Linked DNA regions of Mus musculus: regions 2 and 3 are each linked to region 1. A link is a contact called in public ChIA-PET and HiChIP or PLAC-seq data. All regions are on one chromosome and are shown on one strand. Each heading gives the region's core, a stretch centred on a gene start, on an enhancer-like site or on the middle of the called end of the contact. The rest is flanking DNA. Distances are from core to core; before and after follow the strand shown.

What was found. ChIA-PET counts read pairs in DNA pulled down with a chosen protein or histone mark. HiChIP or PLAC-seq counts read pairs in DNA pulled down with a chosen protein or histone mark.
Region 2: an RNA polymerase II ChIA-PET map of memory CD8 T cells shows a contact between it and region 1, with 9 read pairs. The contact joins two enhancer-like sites. A contact is called at or near these places in 1 of 484 Hi-C or Micro-C datasets (muscle stem cells), 3 of 115 datasets of contacts at active chromatin or transcription factors (epiblast stem cells, large pre-B cells and memory CD8 T cells) and 1 of 9 other capture datasets (embryonic stem cells).
Region 3: an H3K4me3 HiChIP or PLAC-seq map of the 230-238 cell line shows a contact between it and region 1, with 5 times the contacts expected there. The contact joins two enhancer-like sites. A contact is called at or near these places in 3 of 115 datasets of contacts at active chromatin or transcription factors (the 230-238 cell line, T-cell acute lymphoblastic leukemia and large pre-B cells) and 1 of 9 other capture datasets (embryonic stem cells).

The regions. Positions count from the first base shown.
Region 1 is chr14:122,851,024-122,854,864 of GRCm38.p6, reverse strand. The region is part of intron 21 of Pcca (propionyl-Coenzyme A carboxylase, alpha polypeptide); the gene reads right to left. Among named protein-coding and RNA genes, the nearest start is that of Gm46488, 58 kb to the left of the region's middle. Within about 2 kb of position 2,179, at least 45 of the 459 cell types and tissues checked have an H3K27ac peak or open chromatin away from gene starts, as enhancers often do. A contact at or near this core is called in the 230-238 cell line and memory CD8 T cells, where this site is marked.
Region 2 is chr14:122,062,091-122,065,931 of GRCm38.p6, reverse strand. No RefSeq gene overlaps it. Among named protein-coding and RNA genes, the nearest start is that of Timm8a2, 29 kb to the right of the region's middle. Within about 2 kb of position 2,066, at least 71 of the 459 cell types and tissues checked have an H3K27ac peak or open chromatin away from gene starts, as enhancers often do. A contact at or near this core is called in memory CD8 T cells, where this site is marked.
Region 3 is chr14:122,155,788-122,159,628 of GRCm38.p6, reverse strand. Tm9sf2 (transmembrane 9 superfamily member 2) reads right to left here. Exons shown (of 17, transcript NM_080556.3): 17 at 26-980. The coding sequence ends at 913. Among named protein-coding and RNA genes, the nearest start is that of Clybl, 24 kb to the left of the region's middle. Within about 2 kb of position 1,693, at least 5 of the 459 cell types and tissues checked have an H3K27ac peak or open chromatin away from gene starts, as enhancers often do. A contact at or near this core is called in the 230-238 cell line, where this site is marked.

The sequences.
Region 1 (3,841 bases), core at 930-3,429:
CAGCTTTTTCTCTACAGAATTTTGAGTATAATATTGTCCACTAAATGGAAAGGATTTGGTAGCTGGGCATGGCAGCACCAGCCTTTATTCCCAGACCTCAGCAGGCAGAAGCAAGCAGATCTCTAGGAGCTTGAGGCCAGCTCCTAGTGAGTTCCAGGCTAACCAGGACCATTAAGCAAAACCCAGTCTCATAAAAATAATAATTAACTGTTTAAAAAAATAAATAAAAAGAAGGTGAAAGGATTATGTGGCCAAAACAACTTAGAGAAGAGCTTTCTACATTCTCTCTCAGAAATTCAAATTAGACACTGACTTAGTAAAGACTGGGAAGTGGAAAAAGAAAAATTATGACTTCATTTAACCTACTACTTATATAAATTTATGTAAGATACAGTGTTTCTTTTTAAGTGAGTTCCTCTTAGGGGGAAGCTGCTACATTAATTGCACTAACAGCAATTCTTAGAATTGTGTGCAAATTTATAGCCAATAGAGTTAAAGTTGTAAACCTAGGGTGTCCCATTTAGTGACTCTGTTTTCCCTGTTATAACAGGATTTGATACAGATAACTCCCCATCCCCAAAAATCAAACCTCTGGGGTGTGATATCTCCAATCTGGAGGTCCACTCAATTAAAGCAACAGAAGCTACTTCTTTGGGCACTTTACTGATGATTACTAGCTCTGTAAAGTTACATCCTCAGGTCCTTAATTGCTTCTACTGCACAGATAAGTTATCAGCGTTGCTGAGGCTTCTACCTTACTTTCATTCCTTTTCTCATTTGTGAATATTTTCTATTTCAGATAATTTAGGCAACATAACTCATTTGTTTAATATGTTTATATATTTTTCTAGCAGGTTATAGGATGCATGCCTAATGTCTGCCCATTCCAAAAAGACCAGATGATCAACACAGGAGCATGAAGGATTTTCACTCTAAGTTTAGTATCCTAGGTTCAGCATTCTGTGTGTGTGTGCCTGCATGTGCAGTATCCTATATATGTCACCCCAGCCTTAATTTCATGTCACAATTCAGGTCCATATTGCATCCTTCCATGGTAATTTACTGATCACAATCTCAATGGCTTGCAGATGTTGTTCTGTTACATGGAACTCCCCCGGTTCTTTATGAAAACCCTGCTGTCTATGGACTGAATGGAAACACTGTGAGGAGTATACAGTCTTTTGCCACAATAGGCTTTGGTCCCAGTATTTTCCACGTGGAGCCCTCTGAGAAGGCAGTATGCATATGTATACGAGCTTTGCTTCCTACCTCTGCTATTAGCTAACTGAACTTGAGGACAGCAAACCCTAGACTTTCCAGTGATCCCTCAACATCTAGGTGAGAAAAAACGGAGAGGGACAATCAGACTCCCCTCTTGGGAATGACAGAAGGAATGGTTGCAGGGAGAGCATGATCTAAACAGTGGCCATGGACACAACAACATGTATCCATCTGTAATGCCTTCCTAAGGGCTTGGGTGACCAGTCTTTCCTAAAGGTATATCCTGACAGTATGTTTAGAAAATGTGAATGAATTTCTTGCAAATGATATAAACAAAACAATTCCTTAAGAATCCTTAGCATTGTAAGCATAGATGGAAGAGGAGTGCTAACTCTTGTAACTCCTACCATGGGTCATCTCTATGGATTGGCTCCCCCGAAGGCCCTGACCTATGAAGTATTTGAACTTTACTCAGGCAGCCAGTCTGCATGTGGCTGTCAGCTCGGTTCAAATACGGGATAGATCTCAGAAGACCTAACTAGAAATTTAGGAAGTGCCCTGTCTTGTCACGAGTGCTGCCAAAGCAAGTTAGTACAGTAAATACAAGAGATGGCAAGGAGTGCAAGAGTAAAAGATTGCTGTGTGGCCAGTGCTTGAAGTAAAGTGTCTGATGTGGACGGACAGACAGACACACGGCACCAGGCCCCATGACCTTACTGCTGTCGAGAAAGCCATGAGTGGCTGGTGTTTCCCTTCTGAACACACCACACCACTCACTGTCTTTCAGTCCTCACTCCCTCTGCTTCCACTGTGAGACAGGAAAGAGAAAGGGAGGACAGGAGGGGAAGAATGAGGGGAGAATTCAGTGTGAAACTGAAATCACCACAGGCCTGCATTTCTCAGAACAAACCTAGATCTAATCAAAGAATGCATCAGATAGGCAGGAAGGAAACGCAGTGCCACCAAGCCTAAGTAGGCAGAGCGCTGAACACTGGGCCTCTCTGAAGGGCTCCCCACAGAATCACTTGGGAGCTGCCTCAGATGGAAACAGCCCATGTGTGAACAATTTCAGTGGAAGTCATTTCCCACTCCTGTCTGTAAATTTGGAACTATGTAGAGGTCACCAATAGTAAGAGTGGCATCTTAGAAAACTCTACATATGCAGATACACCCACATACAAGAAAGGGCAAGTTCAAACACTTCCAATGAGGTCTTGGTAACCCAGTCAGGTTTTTAATCTCTGAGCACATTGTTTGGAAATTTAGAGTGGCAGTGCAGAAGTTATCACAATGCATCAAGACGGCAGGTACACTAGGTGAGTCTGTCTAAGCCTGGCTTGGTAAATTTAGTTTTTTATTTTGGGAGGCCATAATCCCTATGTATCTAAGCATTTTCCTTAACATGGGTCAGAGAGTCAAGTGTTTCGTGAGAACCTCAGTCGACTCATGTCAAACAGTGTGAATTTGCTACTGACTTAAAATAGGGCCAGAGTTCTTGCCATTTCAGCCTGAGGATCATAAACACAATGGCCACCTGAGACCACAGAGCCGGATATGAGCTACTTATAGTAATACTGAGCCAGGGAACAAGAATAGCAGGAAAACAGCCCATTTTCTTGTGGTGAGGGCCTTTGAAGTAAACTATTTCTTAAACATACTATGAAGTTCAAAACATAAGTCTTTGAAGGCAGGTTATCCTCCTCAGCACAGTGACCACTGCTAATCAATTACTTCCTTTTCCTCTTGGATTTTATTTGTGAAACTGAGACCCATATTGTTGTTCTTTATCTAGGAAACCCACTGACACAAAGTGCTACAGCATTCTTGGACTCATGTCCCAAGATGGAAAAAGCAGCAAGACCTAGCTCAGAGATTCCCTACAGTACAGGAGATGTGCATATCCCCTGCTGTTCTGTCACAGTTTGGCACACCTTCACATCACAGAGCTATGGAAAAAGAAATGAAATAAGGGCCGTGGAGATGCTCAGGGAATAGAATCCTGCTGTCAAGCATGGTGACTTGAGTATGAATTCCCTGGGACATCCACCAAAAAGTTGGTGTTGTAATGCCTATAATTCCAGGGTCAGGGAGGTAGAGGCAGGAGAACCCATGGGACTTGCTGGTTCACTAGTCTAGCCAATCAATACTACCAGGTTCAGTGAGAGAGATCCTGTCTCAAAAAATAAATGAATAAACAGAAGAATGATGGAGGAACACACTGATTTTGACCTCTGGCTTCTGTGAAGGTATGCATCTGCATATGAATATGCACGTAAGTGCACACACACACACACACACACACACACACACACACGCATCCATACACAATGAAAAAGCATATCTTAAATGTCAAACAATCAAGAATATATGTCTTCATTTTTTAAATTAAAAACAAATTATCAGCTGGGATTAATCAGCTGGGTGTGATGTTGCACACCTTTAATCCCAGCTCTTGTGAGGCAGAGGCAGGCAGCTCTCTGAGTTTGAAGCCAGTCTACTCTAAATTGAAGTGAGTTCTACGACAGCCAGGGCTACACAGAAACCCTGCCTTGATAAACAAAACAAAACAAAGCAAAACAAAATTATCTCCAATATTTTCCAATTCATGACTCAGGGCTAA
Region 2 (3,841 bases), core at 817-3,316, 790 kb after region 1:
AAACCTCTTGCAACTTTTTTAAGTTTATTTTTTAATTAATGTGTGAGTGTTCTGCTGCATGCACACCAGAAGAAGGCATCCGATTCCTTTATAGATGGTCATGAGTCACCATGTGGGTACCGGGAATTGAACTCAGGACCTCTGGAAGAGCAGTCAGTGCTTTTAATGGCTGAGCCATCTCTCCGATCGCAACCATGACGACTCTTATAAGGGAACATTTCATTGGAGCTGGCTCACAGTACAGAGGGTTAGTCCTTTATTGTCATGGTGGCACACAGGTAGACATGGTGCTGGACTGGAGCTGAGAGTCCTACATCTGGGTCTGCACCCAGCAGGAAAACAGTGACACCGGGACTGGCTTGAGTATTTGAAACTGCAAAGATCACCCCCAGTGACACACTTCTTCCAACACAGCTACACCTTCTAAAAGCGCCACTCCCTAAGGGCCTGTTGAAGTCATTTTCACTCAGACCACCACAACCTGGGTTTGGATCCCAGCATGTCACATGGTGGAATCAGTGCTGAACATCAAATCCTAAAAGCCTACATTAAGCACATGCCCAACTACTGAGCTACTGCACCCCAACTCTAGGCTATTCTTACTCGTGTGTGTGTGTGTGTGTGTGTGTGTGTGTGTGTGTGAGTGTGTGTGTTTTCAGATACACTTGCTTGGGATTCACTAGACGCCAACTGTCCTCTGTCGCTCTCCACTGTACTTCCTGACCCGGGGTCTCTCACTGAACCTGGAGCTCACTGCTTCAGCTACACTGGCAGGTGAGGCCCTGGGATCAGTCTTTTCCCTCCTCCAGTGCTGGGGTCCAGGCACCAGGCACTCACTGCACATGGCTTGGGCAGCAAGCACTTTACCCACGGAACCACTGCCCCAGCTCTGTTCTTTGTGTATCTGCACACTGCCCACTGTTCTACAGAACTTAGAAATTACAGGTAGCTCCAGCTAGAGGATATTTTGGTTTAAAACAACTTCAGTACCAAATGCTCATGCGATCACTGGGGAAAATGGTAGGAAATATTTAGTTCAACAAGTAAACAGGATAGCAGGCTTGAAGATGATTCCACATTTTGATCACAGTGCATTCTAAGAGTAACCTGAATTGAGAGAGGACGTTTCTGTATCTGTGCCTGAGTGAAACGCAGTAGAAGAGGTTGAAGTACCAGTCTTTGCACAGGTCCTCTGGTGCCCTCTTCTGATCAGATGTGGTACTGAAGCCCAGGCTGAAGTGGGTGGGCCCCTTGGGGTTTTGTAAGGGTCCCCCTCCCAAAAGGCCACACTTCTGTTAAACCTTCTGCAAGCAGACTAAGGACTTGGTCAGAACCTCATGACTGTGAGGAGATGAAATGTTGCAAAGTTATCTTGGGCTAGCTTTGGCCCCTGTAGTTGCTACTCATTGCAGATCTGTCTGACATAACACTCTTGTGACCTTCCAGTGTAGCCTTTGGGATGCATGAACAGACCACAAGCCTACATTGTCCCTAAGGTTGAGAATGTGACAGAGCATGCAGCGCTCCCTTCAGCATGGTGAGACCCACAGCAGACATGTCCCCATTTTGCTGTAACACAGGTAAACATGCCTCCACCAATGGATTTGGAAGAGCTTTAGGGGTTTTTCCTGTACTTATAAGAACATGCCATGTATGAACAGTATTTGGGGCAACTTGAATCCATCTTCACAGGCCTTAGTCATGCATTTTGCCTTCAGAATTAACTACTTCTTATTCCCTTTGAGGTGAGAACTGTACTGTGTGTGGATAGAGTTCTGGTAAAGCCAGCGGGACATTTCCTTGGAATAATGTTTGTAAATGCCTAAAGTAAAGCAAAGAGTGGATGAATTACTGTATGGAAATACAGAGACACTAGCACTGGAGTGCAGAATAAACGTGTTTGTGATTTAATAACTTATTAAACAATTAGTAAATTATAATTTCAAAGTTATGAGACATTAAACATAAAAAAGGAGAAATGTTCAGATCTCTATAGCAATGGCAATCTGTATGTAAACACCTGTGGTTTTTGCCAGCGGAAAAGCAGTAGAGGATGTGTTGAGGAAGTTCTCACAGCTGCCAATAACAATACACCACAAACAGGGTGGCTTAAAGTGAGATTTTCATGCTCCTGCTCGCCTGGGAGATGAAGTTCTAAACTCTAGGTGTAGTCAGGACCATGCTCTCTCCAGGGCTCCTGTTTCATCCAGCTTCCGGTGAGCCTGGGATTTCCATGGCTCATGGCTAGACTACTCCATCTTTGCTTCTGTCTTCATGGACTTGTCTATATAGCTTTCATTATGACACGGGACATCCTGAACGGTACCCAGGGAACAGCTATTTCAAGGCAATAAGCATTCACTGTGGTCACTGTGTCCTGCTGTGATCAGAGAGGATGCCCTCGCTGCTGAGCAGGATCCAGACAGCATTGTCAGGTAGCATGGTGCTTTGTGCGATCAACCCCAGGCTTCTAGCATTCCAGAGATCAAGGCAAAGCAGAGACATTTAGATAGGAAGAGTATCTTGTACTGAGGCTTGTAGAACTTGGTTTGGGTCTAGGATGTTGGGAGAATGAGAACCATCAAGACAAATATCAGATGTCAGGAACAGAATAAGATGAAATAAAACCCCAGAAAGATGTTTGATACATAGCTTAAAAGTTGCACTATTTTATTAAGTACACACACACAGAGCCACCTTGGCCATTGTAACATAAGCTAGGGTCATATGAAGAAGAGAACCTCGGTGGGAAAATGCTTCCACAATACTGGCCCATAGGCAACCCTAGGCATTTTCTTGAGTAGTGATTGATGTCGGAAGGCCCAGTCCACAGTGGACAGTGCCACCTTCAGCAGGCAGTCCAGAGATGTCTACGAAAGCAGGCTGAGCCCGTCATGAGGAGGGAGCCAGAGAGCAGCATTTCTTCAGTTCGTGCTTCTAGGTTCCGGCCCTACTCAGTGACTATAAAGTGCAAGATGAAATAAACCTTTTCCTCTCCAGGTTGGGTTGGGTCAGAATTTTTATCACAACAACTTCTCAAGAGGCACACACCACAGTGCTTTACTTTTGACGTAGGTGTTTGAGATTTGAATTTCAATTTTGGATGGCAAGTGAACCTTACTTACTCACTGAGCCACCTGTCCAGCCTGAAGAATTAAAAAAAAATTTTTTTTTTACTTTTTTGTTTTATGTGTATGACTTTTGGCTGTGTGTACATGGGCGCATCGTATGCATGACTGGTGCCAACAGAGGGCAGGAGAGGGCATCGGATCCCAGGAACTAGAGTCATGGGTAGTCGTGAACTGCTGTACCAATATGGAGAATGGTGCTCAGGACCCCTGGGTGAACAGCAAAGGGCTCTTAAGTGCTGACCTATCTCTCTCTCCAGCACTAACACTTCCCCCACCCCTGGTGGAGGCGGGGATTGACTTTTAGAGACAGGATCTCACTGTGTACCACTGACTGGCCTAGGACTTGTTCTGTAGGCCAGGCTGTCCTCAAATCAAAACCACCTGCTTCTGCCTCCTGAGTGCTGGGATTAAAGGGATGTTATTCTACCACCACTGTGCTCAGCTCTGGGTGATCTTTACTAACTTATTTTTGATGTGTAAGAGTTTCTCTGGTGGTGGCTACATGGCAGGCACATAGCCCAGGATGTCTTTGCCTGAATCCCCAGCTTCATATGTCACTGGATTCTTGCAGTTGCAATGCTGCCAAAGTCCTTCACTCATGTTATGGACCAGACAGATCCTGCAGTCTATTTGAAGTGTTTGGATCAGCTGTGATCCCGGCTGTGATATCCCAGTGATGAATGAACGTGGTGTCTTGTCAGGAGGCATTT
Region 3 (3,841 bases), core at 444-2,943, 690 kb after region 1:
AAAAAATTACTACACTTTGGAACGTAAGTCTACAGTGTAAATTTTTAATAGTAACAATATAAGGCCTGCATTTAAGTTCTAAATGTGTCATTTATCTGACCAGACAGGCATGACTACAATTTTTATCATTCCTTCAGAGTGAAAATTCAGACTTGACAAAGCCCGACAGTTTCACTTAAGTGGAAACAGAAAGTGTGTATCCACAGTATTCAATATCATCCAATAAAATAGTATAGTGGCCAACACATTTGTATTCACAGAGTTTTCTTCAATATGCAGGGAGTGATACAATGAAGACATTTTTACAATATTTATTAAGATAACAAATTTATAAATTCAAAGACTCAGAGGCACATAGTTTAAAAGGCCAATACCATGGGAATAATGAAGTCAACACAGAAAAGTAAGAAGATATGAACAATTATAACCAATACAAGATTTTTAAAAGCCACATTCCCCCCAATGAACATGTCATAGGAATCATCCTTCAAAATTACCATGATAAAAAGTTATTTCCTTCAAAGAAAAATAATTCTTTCCACCTACCGAGTCTAGAAAATCCTATTTACAATCAACTGTCCAGTCTTTCATCAGTATTATGGCCTCCTATAATCTGCCATTAGAAGTATTGAAAAGTTTATAGCTATCGTATTTACAAATGCACATAATATTTAAATCTGCTCTTCACTGAGAACAACTGAATATATACTTAATCCAATCACAATACAAATGCTTTAGTGTTGAAACACATCTTGTAGGTGCAGGTGCATGGGAGAGGTGGACTTGGAAGTATGTTGTTTCTGAAGGATTACTAGGCCAATAAGTCTGAGAAAACTCAAGGTAGTCACAAAACAGGTCTTTGTGGATGAAGATTTAGTTTATTTCTGTTTTAACTGGACACACTGGGCTTCTTCAGTCCACTTTCACCACACTGTATATTTTGGTAACAAACCAAAAGCATGCAAAGAAGCCAATTGTTCCTATAAAAGAAAACACACAAGTTCATTACTTTACATTAAGAGATAAAACAACCAAACCCACATGTAAAATGACCAGTTCTTTTAAAAGAACTTTTAAAAGTTCTTTTAAACTCTTGTGGGAAAGGAATGTAATACAGCTCTGTGAGCTGTTTTGAAGAAAACCACTTAAATTCCTTACAAAAACATTTAGAATTTCTTATGAGATTATCCAAATTTTCCATAGTACACATTATCTAACCCCCACCCCTCCTCCTTTTTTTTTTTTTCTGAGACAGGGTTTCTCTGTGCAGCCCTGGCTATCCTGGATCTCACTCTATAGATCAGCCCGCCTCTCCCTCCTGAGTGCTAGGATCAAGGGCGTGCGTGTGCCACCACTGCTTGGCTCTTTTTGCTTACATGCATCACTGAGTTAAAAAATGAAAGCATGTCACACTGTGGTTCCCATTTAAGATTTTTTTTTCAATCACAAAATGGAACTGCTACCATTTTTTGCTAGACAGACTGACAGGATAATTAGATGGATATTTCAAACTATAGTTGCTAGAAATTAGTAGTATTCAATGTGTAGTAAGAGAACCCAGAAGTTTCTGCAATATATGCAAGTGATGCAAGCAGGGTAAGAACAAAGCGCCCAGCACAGAAGCAGGCAGTGCACAGCACTCGGCCGTAACACTGTGCATGGTGAAAGTTAACCACACGTCTAAGTCCACTGCTTCTTTTGTGGTTGAAGTGGGCTTGAAGACAGCCTCTCAAATAAGCAAGCACGTACTCTACCACTCGGCGGCACTCTCAGCTACACACACACACACACACACACACACACACACACACACAGACAGAGCATTTTTTTCTCCTAACAGTCTTGCTAAGTTATCCAGATGGGTCCTGAACTCCTAAGTAGATAGGATTATAGGCCTGTAAATCCATTTCCTGACCAACCACATTAAAGAGATGTCGCCATTGGTCTACTACATGGAAACCATGTGCCCTCATTTAAGCTACCTTCATCAGCCTCGCAAAGCTCAATGAGTCTTGTCAGAAGTGTGGCCAAAATCCAATCTATTTTGTCTATTGTGACCATGTGTGTGGGTGTTTAACATAGAGCAGAGTGAGTTTTCTCCTTCCTCACTGGTTCTGAGGATCAGACTTAGGCTGTCAGGTTTGAGCCCAAGGGTTTTACCCTGAGGTACTTCAACAGCCACAACAAAAGCTCTTTAACAGCTGTGACTATATACAGCAGTGGTTCTAAACCTATGAATTGTGACTTCTTTGGGTCACATGAGATATCCTACATATCAGATATTTACATTATTATTCATAACAGAGAAAAATTAGTTATGAGTAGCTATGAAATACTTTTATGGTTGAGGATCACCATAACATGAGGGACTGTATTAAGGGGTGACAACATTAGGAAAGTTGAGAACAACTTCTATGTGGAATAGTGCAATTGAAATGGCAGTATGAAAAATCTGGCAACAGTAATGTCTAATGAACAATTACTTCAGGATCAACACGTGATGAATCTGAGCTGTTCCAGCAGCACTCATCTGTGCTGCACCACACTCACTGCAGCCTTGAACACAGAGCATGCTCACAGCATCACACATGCCACAGACCACCAGTCAACACTGCCTCAGACACCCAGCTCAGATTCCAGATTCCAGCAGTCATGAACTACAGTGCCTTTAATGTATGTAACAGTTATTTTGTTGTGGAAAACAAAGACCTTTACTCTTTTCTAACCATTATTTCTCATCATATATCATGTAAGTGGATCTTAGGATTACAGCATGTTAGACAAACAAGCACATCTAGTCAATCAATTTTTAAAGATTCCATTTTATTATTTTTAAGATCACGTGTTTATGCATGGGTATGCACAGATGCCCTATGACAGGGGAAGTCAGGGCTACAATTGCAGGTGGTTGTGAGTCACCTAACATGGGTTCCAGGATCTAAACTCAGGTCCTCTGAAGAGTAGTACATACTTTTTAACCACAGAGCAATCTCTCTGGTCTCTGCAAAGTTGTTTAATCTTTAATAAATGGTTAAATTATACACCAAACAATTATTTTAAAATAATGTTCTTTATTATTAATCAGCAAGTGTTTAATTTGTATACCCACTTTAAAGCTGTAAAGCAGGGGGCATGGAAATGTCCTCCAGTGGAAAAGCTTAAACCACACTTGAGCTTAGTAAGCATCAACTCAGACTCTGCTCTGCAGGAGCATGTATATACACTGTAAAACTGCCAGCATACTGTAAACACTGTAAACCTGTTTAACAAACTATTTTCCTTAGGAAATGCTTAGGAAAAAACTCTGGGAAATGCCCAACATGTAGGGTACAGATCTATATATACAAGGACCCATGTGCCCCTGTGAGCAGCTTCTGCTTCATATCCCTTCTGGTTTTCATCATTATTTTAAATGTAATACACAAAAAAAAGTACTCAAGATTTTCTAAATCTATACACAGTATTGGGGACAGATCTGGGAGGTTATTCATGTGATATATGCATCCTTCCACTGGAATGTGTTGAGAACTGGTTATGTGTGGGCTGTGTGCTAGTGGAAGGGCTCAAGATCACCTTTTGGATCAGGAAAAGACTTGAGAGAGGTCAGGCTTCATGTCATAGACCAAATGGTGACAACAGAGCATTCATCACTGCCCTGAAGCCTACGGAACACAGCACCCATTCCAAAAGGGACCTTTTCTTAGATTACAGGGAGTTATTTCTGCTATGTAAACAAATTGGCTTTAAATAAAAAGGGGTTGGTTTGGAATTCTCAAGCACACATAGGCTCAGCTCACTTGGATTAAAAAGCCCATAACCAGATCCCTTCTACAGAGCAAAG